Linked DNA regions of Mus musculus: region 2 is linked to region 1. A link is a contact called in public promoter capture Hi-C data. All regions are on one chromosome and are shown on one strand. The core of a region is the stretch at or near the end of the contact, and the rest is flanking DNA. Distances in the headings are between cores, read along the strand shown.

Evidence for each region. Promoter capture Hi-C pulls out the DNA fragments that hold promoters and counts their contacts.
Region 2: a contact with region 1 is called in a promoter capture Hi-C map of hippocampal neurons, with 6 times the contacts expected there. The contact joins the enhancer-like site here to the promoter of Ythdc1 in region 1. A contact is called at or near these places in 7 of 39 promoter capture datasets (the 3T3-L1 cell line, the C10 cell line, cranial neural crest and 4 more) and 4 of 115 datasets of contacts at active chromatin or transcription factors (embryonic stem cells, large pre-B cells, stem cell-derived neural progenitor cells and 1 more).

The regions. Positions count from the first base shown.
Region 1 is chr5:86,801,272-86,805,600 of GRCm38.p6, reverse strand. Ythdc1 (YTH domain containing 1) reads right to left here and starts at 1,335. Exons shown (of 17, transcript NM_001347375.1): 1 at 1,010-1,335. The coding sequence starts at 1,037.
Region 2 is chr5:88,615,109-88,619,321 of GRCm38.p6, reverse strand. Rufy3 (RUN and FYVE domain containing 3) reads right to left here. Exons shown (of 18, transcript NM_001289774.1): 2 at 4,208-4,213; 3 at 2,743-2,860; 4 at 1,886-1,987. Among named protein-coding and RNA genes, the nearest start is that of Gm42107, 52 kb to the right of the region's middle. Within about 2 kb of position 2,136, at least 2 of the 459 cell types and tissues checked have an H3K27ac peak or open chromatin away from gene starts, as enhancers often do.

The DNA of each region.
Region 1 (4,329 bases), core at 86-2,585:
CATGGAAACCATGTCCCTAAGGGGGGGGGGGGGGGGAGGATGCTTATGACAAAGACAGATCTTTAAACATATTCCCACTCAAGACAGACCAGAAAAGTGGAAAAAAGCTTTAATGACTGTTCAGCCCACTTAACAAATCTCCACCTCAAATTTAATGAGCCACAAGCAGAGATTTGTGAAATGCAGGGCAGCAAGTGTGCACTATTTTCTTCTAAGACTGTCGCGATAGTCCCAGAGCTGAGAACTCTCTCAAGACTGCATCCCATCTAGACGAGTATCTTCTATGGTCTGGATCCTATACTGGCATCTGTGGTCTCTATATAGTATTTCAGAAGAAATGACATTTTATCAACTAAAATGTTTTCTTTTTATCTTTCCAAGTCTCTCTAGCCTCCACCTACGTATTCCTCGCTGAATCTTTTGAGAACTCTGCACTATTCTGGGAGATCCGTTGCTAGGACTTTTGGAAGAAGGGGCATGGGTGTTTGTTTGTTTGTTTGTTTTTTTCCTAATATCTTTCTTTCCAAAGTAAATACTCGAGGAATAAAAGAAGCGATTCTTAGCTTATCCAAAAGATCAGTGAGAAGCTACTTACAGGTATTTCTCATGATTAATAATCCACCTGAATGAATTAAACTAGTCTACTCACTAGTCTAACAATGCTAACTGTGACGTTATTTTCGAAAAAAGTCAACCAAAAAGACGACAGTTCAGAAAAATACGCATTACATCCGCATAATCCGGCCAGGAAACGTGCCCGGGGGCAAGTTCCTCAAAGCAAGCCCTCTCCCAACCGCTCCCGGGAGTGACGAGAGAAGCAAAGCCCTGGTCGAGGTGGGAGCCGCCGCAGAGACGAGGACGCCGGGCCCAGCAGGCCAGGCCTCGCAAGGAGCGGGTCACGATGCGGCCGCCTGCTCTGCGCGAGGCCCTAACCTCCCGCCTCGCCCGCAGGCCGCGGCTCCTAGGTCCCCTCGCCCGGCCGCCCCGAGGCCCCGTCCTCCACACTCACCTTTCTCCTCCCGGCTGTCGGCCGCCATGGCTGCCCTCCGGCTTCCGCCGCCGCCACCGCCGCCGCCGGGACGCGAGTCGCGCGGGCGCCGCAGACGCGGCCGCAGGCGCACGAGTCCGTCCGTCAGTCCGTCCGGCGGGCCGCGCGCTTCGACCTGACCTGCTCCACTCAGCTTCCTACGCGCAACCCTTCCTCCCGTGCTCTGGTTCTCTTCCCGCCTGGCTCTCTGGCCTCGGTCGGCGCGGGCTTCAGCCTTCCTGTTGGGGTTCGGCCACCACAGAGACAAGGGGGAGGAGAGAGACACAGATGGCGACGCCGGGCGGCGCTAAAATGGAGCCTGCTTCCTGCGCGAAACAATCCCGCTCCCGAAATGCCTTGCGCTGTTTACGCTCTGTGCCTCTCGCGGAACGTCACAGTGCGGGGAACCGGGGCGGGGGCGGAGGCGGGGACGGGGACTGGAGCGAGAAGCGGGACGTAAGAGGGCGTGACTTCGGCACGTCGTCCCGCCCCGCGCGCAAACTTGACGTCCAGGGAACCGCCCTCGTTCCAGAGGATAATCGGTATTTAGGCTTCTCTGCTGTGCTTCCTACAGCTCAAGGATGCAGACATCTCACCAGAAACGTTTGGAAGGCCTTGAATGGTTAGTGTGAGACACCATCAGAAAGGGTGTTATGTCTTTCTTTGGTTTTACGAGACAGGGTTTCTCTGTGTGGCCCTGGCTGTCCTGGAACTCACTCTGTAGACCAGGCTGGCCTCGAACTCAGAAATCCGCCTGCCTATGCCTCCCAAGTGCTGAGATTAAAGGCATAAACCACCACTGCCCGGCTATGTCTTTTTTATATATTTAATTTTCTTTTATTTGATTAGTAGTGTCTACTACTTCTTTTTAAATATTGTTCTAGGACCAGGGGTTAAGAATAGCTTTATTGTTGGGTGGTATTTGGGCTCATCTTTAATCCCAGCACTGGAGAGGCAGAGGCAGAGGCAGAGGCAGGAGGATCCCTGTGAGTTCGAGGCCATCCTGGCATACAGATTGAGTTCCAAGACACCCATGGCTACACAGAAACCCTGCTTCAAAAATAAACAAACAAATGTGTTCTCCCTCAAAGGAAGTCTGAGTTTATCTTCTAGTTAAGGCAGCCAAGGTTTGAGTAAACAAATTGAAAGTTGTGCTGACGCCAGGAGTGGTGGTGCACACCTTGAAACCCAGCATTCTGAAAGCAGAGGCAGGGGAATCTCTGAGTTAGAGCCCAGCCTGGTCTATAGAGTGAACAGTACTGGGATAGCCAGGGCTACAGTGAAACCTTAGCTCAAAAGAAAAACAAACAAAAAAAAATGGAAAGGAAGAAAAAAGACAAAAGGGAAAAAGAAAATTGTGAACTTTATTAAAAAAAAAAAAAGCTAGCTAGAAAAGGGTGATGCATACCTTTAATCCTCCCATTAGGGAGGAGGCAAGCAGATATCTGAGTTCAAGAACAGCCTGGTCTACAAAGCAAGATCCAAGACAGCCAGGGCTACACAGAGAAACCTTGACTTGGAAAACAGAGAGAGAGACAGACAGACAGACAGACAGACAGTTGCTATAGTGATAAGACCCCTTTTTATGGAGAAAAGCTAGTACAGAGGCCCTCCTGTGGAGGTGAAGACTGATGGTAAAAGATAAGAGACAATAACAAATAAGCACTAATTGTCTTCGGAAAGCACATACAAAGACTTTATGAAGATCTGAGGGGCATTCCAGTAACCAGGAATGGAGGTGAATGAAGATCTGCGGGGCATTCCAGTAACCAGGAATGGAGGTGAATGAAGATCTGCGGGGCATTCCAGTAACCAGGAATGGAGGTGAATGAAGATCTGCGGGGCATTCCAGTAACCAGGAATGGAGGTGAATGAAGATCTGAGGGGCATTCGAGTAGCCAGGAATGGAGGTGAATGAAGATCTGCGGGGCATTCCAGTAACCAGGAATGGAGGTGAATGAAGATCTGCGGGGCATTCCAGTAACCAGGAATGGAGGTGAATGAGAAGACAAGTACTGAGATGATGTTTGACAAAAGTCACTGCCCACTGGTGGTGGCATCACATGCCTTTAATCCAAGCACTTGGGAAGCTGAAGCGCAGATCTCTTGGATTTTAGGCCTGCGTAGTCTAAAAGCAAGTTCCAGGACAGCCAGGGCTACACAGAAAAACCAAACCAAACAAACAGTAGTACGAGATCTTCAGGGAAAATAACTTGGAGTAAGCCTACTGAAAGGTAGGAAGTGAAAACACCCTGGATACTCCAAAGAACCATCCTATAGAATGTAAAAGCAAGTCTACACACGTAGACTTGTAGTTTGAGCTGCTTGTCAGAATCCCTTGGATGATAGTAGAAGACCAGCCAGTCACATTTACCACTTTTGGTTTTATTTCTTGGGAAAGCCTCACTTTCTCAAAAAGTATATTCTTGACTCTCTAGAATTCCATGACCCTCATGCGTCCACCTCACAAGAGCCGGTACATCCTAGCATACTGGGGTTTATAACACTTGGATAGAGAGAAACGATCACTTATTCTGTCTTTCCCATTCAAATTGTAACTTAGAGGTACCAAAATAAGTAACTGGTAATGCCAATGTGCCATAGTCAAAGAGCCATACAACTAAGACATCACCATTTTGCAATCACTAATGAAATAAACATCACTGCAACTAGCTATGTGTAATACATTATATGTACATATAGTAATTAAATAAAACTGGGTGTGGTGGCAGAGGCCTTTAATCCTAGCATGGAGGAGACAGAGGCAGGCAGATCTCTGAGGCCAGCATGGTCTACATAGTAAGTTTCAGGGCAGCTAGGGCTACACAGGGAAACCCAGTCTTAAATAAACAAAAGACAACAGTAGAAAATCAGATGCTAGGTGCCTCCTCGTATTAGGACTTCTATCTATGGTGACTCGTTGTATTGTCAATTTGACTAGACTCTGAATTATCTAGATTGGTGAGGCACACTTGGGTGTTGTAAGTTATGGTATCTGCTCAGAAGCCCCAAGACCAAATTCTCAACAAAAAGGAGATATTTACTTGCCTCAGAAGAGCAGAGGTTAAGAGATAGAGGATGTGGAAGAAGGAAAAGGGGACAAGAGAGAGGGTGCAGGGGTATTTGTCCTGGAAGAGAAAGGACTGCCTGTAGATAGAAAACAGATGTGGCTTATAGGCAAATGGCAATTTATAAAGGGAAAAGGGAAAATCCCATATTAGAATGAGGTGTTTCATTTTAATTGGGCATGTTAATTAGGTGAGATAAAGAAAGCTTTTGATTGCTGCTCTTCAATACTCATA
Region 2 (4,213 bases), core at 887-3,386, 1.8 Mb before region 1:
TGACTAAGTGAAAAGGCTGTACATTTACAGTTCTAACTACCTGATATTGTGGAAAAGGCAAAGCCAAGGAGACAGGAAAATGATTACTAGTTACCTAGAGTTGAATGAGAGAGGCATAAATATGTGGACTCAAGAACATCAGAGCAGGGACACAGTTTCAGAATTCACAGAATGTATAGCACAAAAGTGTGTGTGTGTAAATGATGTGGAGTAGAGGATATTAAAAAATTGTTCTTGGTACCTTGTACTCTGTTACTATATATCTATAACTTCTCTAAAAACAGTCTACTGAAATGCTTTTACAGGTCAGCCTGGCCTAAAATACTAAGCTCCAGGCTAACAGGGCTACACAGTAAGATCTTGTCTCAAGATTCAAACAAACAAAACAAAAAAACCCAAAACCAAAGAGGGTTTTCTAGTTTGGTCATGGCATCTCACAATCCTAATCTTAGGACTTGGGAGGCACCAACAGTAAGACTACATTGTAAAATCAGTCTACATGGTGAGTTCTAGGTTAGACTGAACACACAGACAGACACAGACAGACAGACACAGACAGACAGACAGACAGACAGACAGACAGACACACACACACGTTTTGAGACAAATTCTTATGCTGTCCAGGTTGGCCTTGAACTAGTTAGGCAGCTGAAGGTGACTTTGAATTCTTCCTTCCCCTGCAGAAGTCTAGCTTATGTTCTGCAATCACGGGCATGCCCCCATCATAGTCAGCCACCAAATGTACTTTCACCAAGAGAACACACTCATTAAACTACCTCAGGCCTTCCTACTTGGTTCTTACTCCTCTACTTACTAGAACTGTCTCTTCTCTAACAGGCAGGAAGGAGAAGTTCTGTGCATGTCTCTGAGCTTTATGTAAGTGCAACAAAACAAGTATTTTTATGACTGATTAGTTTGTCTAACATTATACTCAATAGGATTAATCCATGTTGCTATATATACATCATACATACATACTATAATTTACTTATCTAGTCTATTGTAAATAAACACACACAGACACACATAGACACACAGACACACACACACAGACAAACATTGTGTTGGAGCTTGCTATGTGGATCAGGCTGGCCTTGAACTCACAGACATCCTCTTTTCTCTACCTCTGAAGTACTAGGATTAAAGGTGTGTGCCACCACTGCCTGGCAAAAGAGATGTTTGTAGTAATCATTATTATACAAATACCTTATATACCTGTTCATCAAAGAGTTCTACTGGCAGGCATCGTGGTGCTTGCTTTTAATACCAGCACCACTATGCCTGTCACTATGAGAGGTAGAGGCAGATGGCTCTAGAAGTTTGAGGCCAGCCTGGTATACAGAGTAGGGTCCAGGACAGCTAGAGCTACATAGAAAAATTCTGTTTCAAAAACCAAAACCAAACATCTTCACTCTATGGGTTGCATTTAATTCTTAATATTATGGTTGTATGTATGTTACATACATATGTATGTATGCATGTTATATAATGTATGGTTGTACTGTAATGTATGAACAAAGCTTTGCTATGTACCCTAGACAACTATGATCTATATGACTTTTTTAAATGGTACATATGAATGTCAACTTCTTGTGTTGGGTCTGTGCACAGGCTGCGGTGTTGTAAGCCTTCCTTTTTTTTTCTGGTGGTGCTAAGTTTTGGCCTGACCTACATAGGACCATATGTAGTCATGGTCATAGATAACATAATTGTATAAAACACCCTTTTGGACCTAGGAGTGAGTGTGTGAGATGTGGTACAGAGAACTGATGAAACTGTCAAGCATTGAGTGTTTCTGACCTACAAAAATTCATAGTTTCTATGGTCTGACTTTGTATGACATCAGCAGGACATATCAAGAAGAAAGTTCAACTAGTGCTCATACCTGAGAAGTTCCTTCTTATTGATCAAGGCTTTCATATACTCAGAAAGCTTCTTTTGCATCAATGCCAACCGAAGCCAGGCTCTTCCTCTGCCAACTGGTGTCCTGCAAGAACACAGAAACCAAATGGCCCAGAGCACAAGTAAAGGTGGCAGGGCTGGGGGCAGCACGGGACAGACTCATGATCCTGCCAATGGGCTTACAGTGTAAACAAAGGCCCTACTCGAGATCCCCACCTATTCTTGCCCAAGTGACTATGCAGTCAGACTTGGATATCTGGGACAAATACTCTAGCATTTGCATTAGTAAGTAAGTGTGCCATGTCTAAAGACCAGAACACTCTTTAGCCCACCTGGAAATGTGCCACCAGTTTAGTATTTGATGAAGTCAAAGTTTAGAGTGGAATATGTAAGATATTCTTAAGGACACAGGCAGCGCAAGCTTCCATTCAGTTAACATTACACCAACTGCCTGTGGAGGCTAATCCCTACTGTTTTCCTTCAGATCTGAAGGCAGGCCTTATGTTTCTGAGGCTCACTTAATCTTGGCTCGAAAATTCCATGGAACGCAGCTGTTTTCCCCAAATTGAACCAGGCATCACATCTCCTGAGGTCAGATTTCTTAAGGCTTGCTGATTCTCACTTGAATTTGTAATAAAAAGGAGATGTCTGGTATTTTTAACACGAAGATAAACTCTCTGTAAGTCTCCTTCAGGAGCACACATTTCCTAAAAGAATGCAGGCTGGTCCCTTGGTGTTTACACGCAACAGCATTACAAATCTGAACTGTTATAGAAATGTGCCCAGTATCGTGAGTGAGCACCATTCTTCAAGGAGAAGGAGAAGTTAACCGAGACGTACTTGAGTCCTGGGAGGTCTTTTACACTCGCTGTTATTTCTGCAGCTTCTGGAACAAGCTTCTCCACCAGCTCTAGAGGCCCCCAGAAGGATTTATTTTGTCCAAGAAAAGTTTTCTTGGCTAAGGCAACAAAACAAAACAGTATTTTAATTTTCATTACAAGGTAACTACTCCTCTGCTACATATACATGAAAGTGCTTGTATTTTTTGTTCATGCAGGCTGGAGATGGCTCAGTGAATAGTGTTTGCCACACAAGCGGGGACAGAGTTGGAACCCTTAAACTACATAAAAGCCAGATGGGTGTGGTGGCTGCCCCATGAACCCAGTACGAGGACTAAGACAGGGAATCCTTGGGCAAGCGAGCGAGTCTGTGAGCTCCAGGTTCAGGCAAACCCTTATCTGGAGAAAGAAAATGGTATTATTCCACATCAGTCTTTGGCCTTCACACTCCCTCATACATGTATGTATCCAAATATACAGATAGTTTGTATTATATGCAGATAGCACATAATACAAACACATGTAAAAATGATGGTTTCTTAATACATAAAATTTTTACAAAAAAAAAATCTATATTTCCAAAACTCAGTTCTTCCTTTTTAAAGAAGAATTTGTGATCAGGGCTAAAGATAGTTTAGCAGTTAAAAGTCTTGGCTGCTCTTCCAGAAGACTCAGGTTCAAATCCCAGCACCCACATGGCAGCCTATTAACTACAGTTTGAGGGGATTTGGTATCCTTTTCTGGCCCCCATGGCCACCAGGCACAAACATAGTGCATGGGTCCACATGTAGGCAGAACATCCATGCACATAAAAATAAAATTAAGTTAGAAAAGAATTTTTGATCTAGCCCTAAAGTAATATTTAATGAGTTAGTACTTAAAAACCGTGTAGTATTAGTTTAGAAAATAACCCAATGAAAGCCGAGTACTGCAAAGGGAAGGGAAGAAACAGGCGACTGAGACGGAGGCCTACCCTGGGACTGGTTACGTGGGGAGAGCCAGGACACCCCAGACAGCACCTGTTCTGCTCCAACCTGTGCCCTGGGCAGTGACTACTTCATTCTAGGCAGGCCTATTTCCTTGTCAAACGGATGGTTTGCTTAATGACGTCCTTCCAACACTAACATCAAAAGACAACTGCACTTTTATGTACTATAAGTCCTTTAAGTCAGTTAAAATTCTGTGCCTATATAGGTTACATTCCACTATTTTTTTTTTAAGACAGGGTCTTTTACTATGTAGCCCTGTCTAGCATGCAACCTGATCTATAGACAGGCTAGTCTGACCCCACAGAAACCTGCCTGCCCCTGCCTCCTGAGTGCTGGGATTAAAGATGTGGGCCACCATGCCAAGCCCATTAACACTATTCACCCAAATTTTTACTCTTTGCCTCCATGGAAACAGCTTTCTTTCCTGCACAGCATTTCTAAGGACCGGCTGCACACTGCAGCGAGCCCACAGCCCACCTTTCA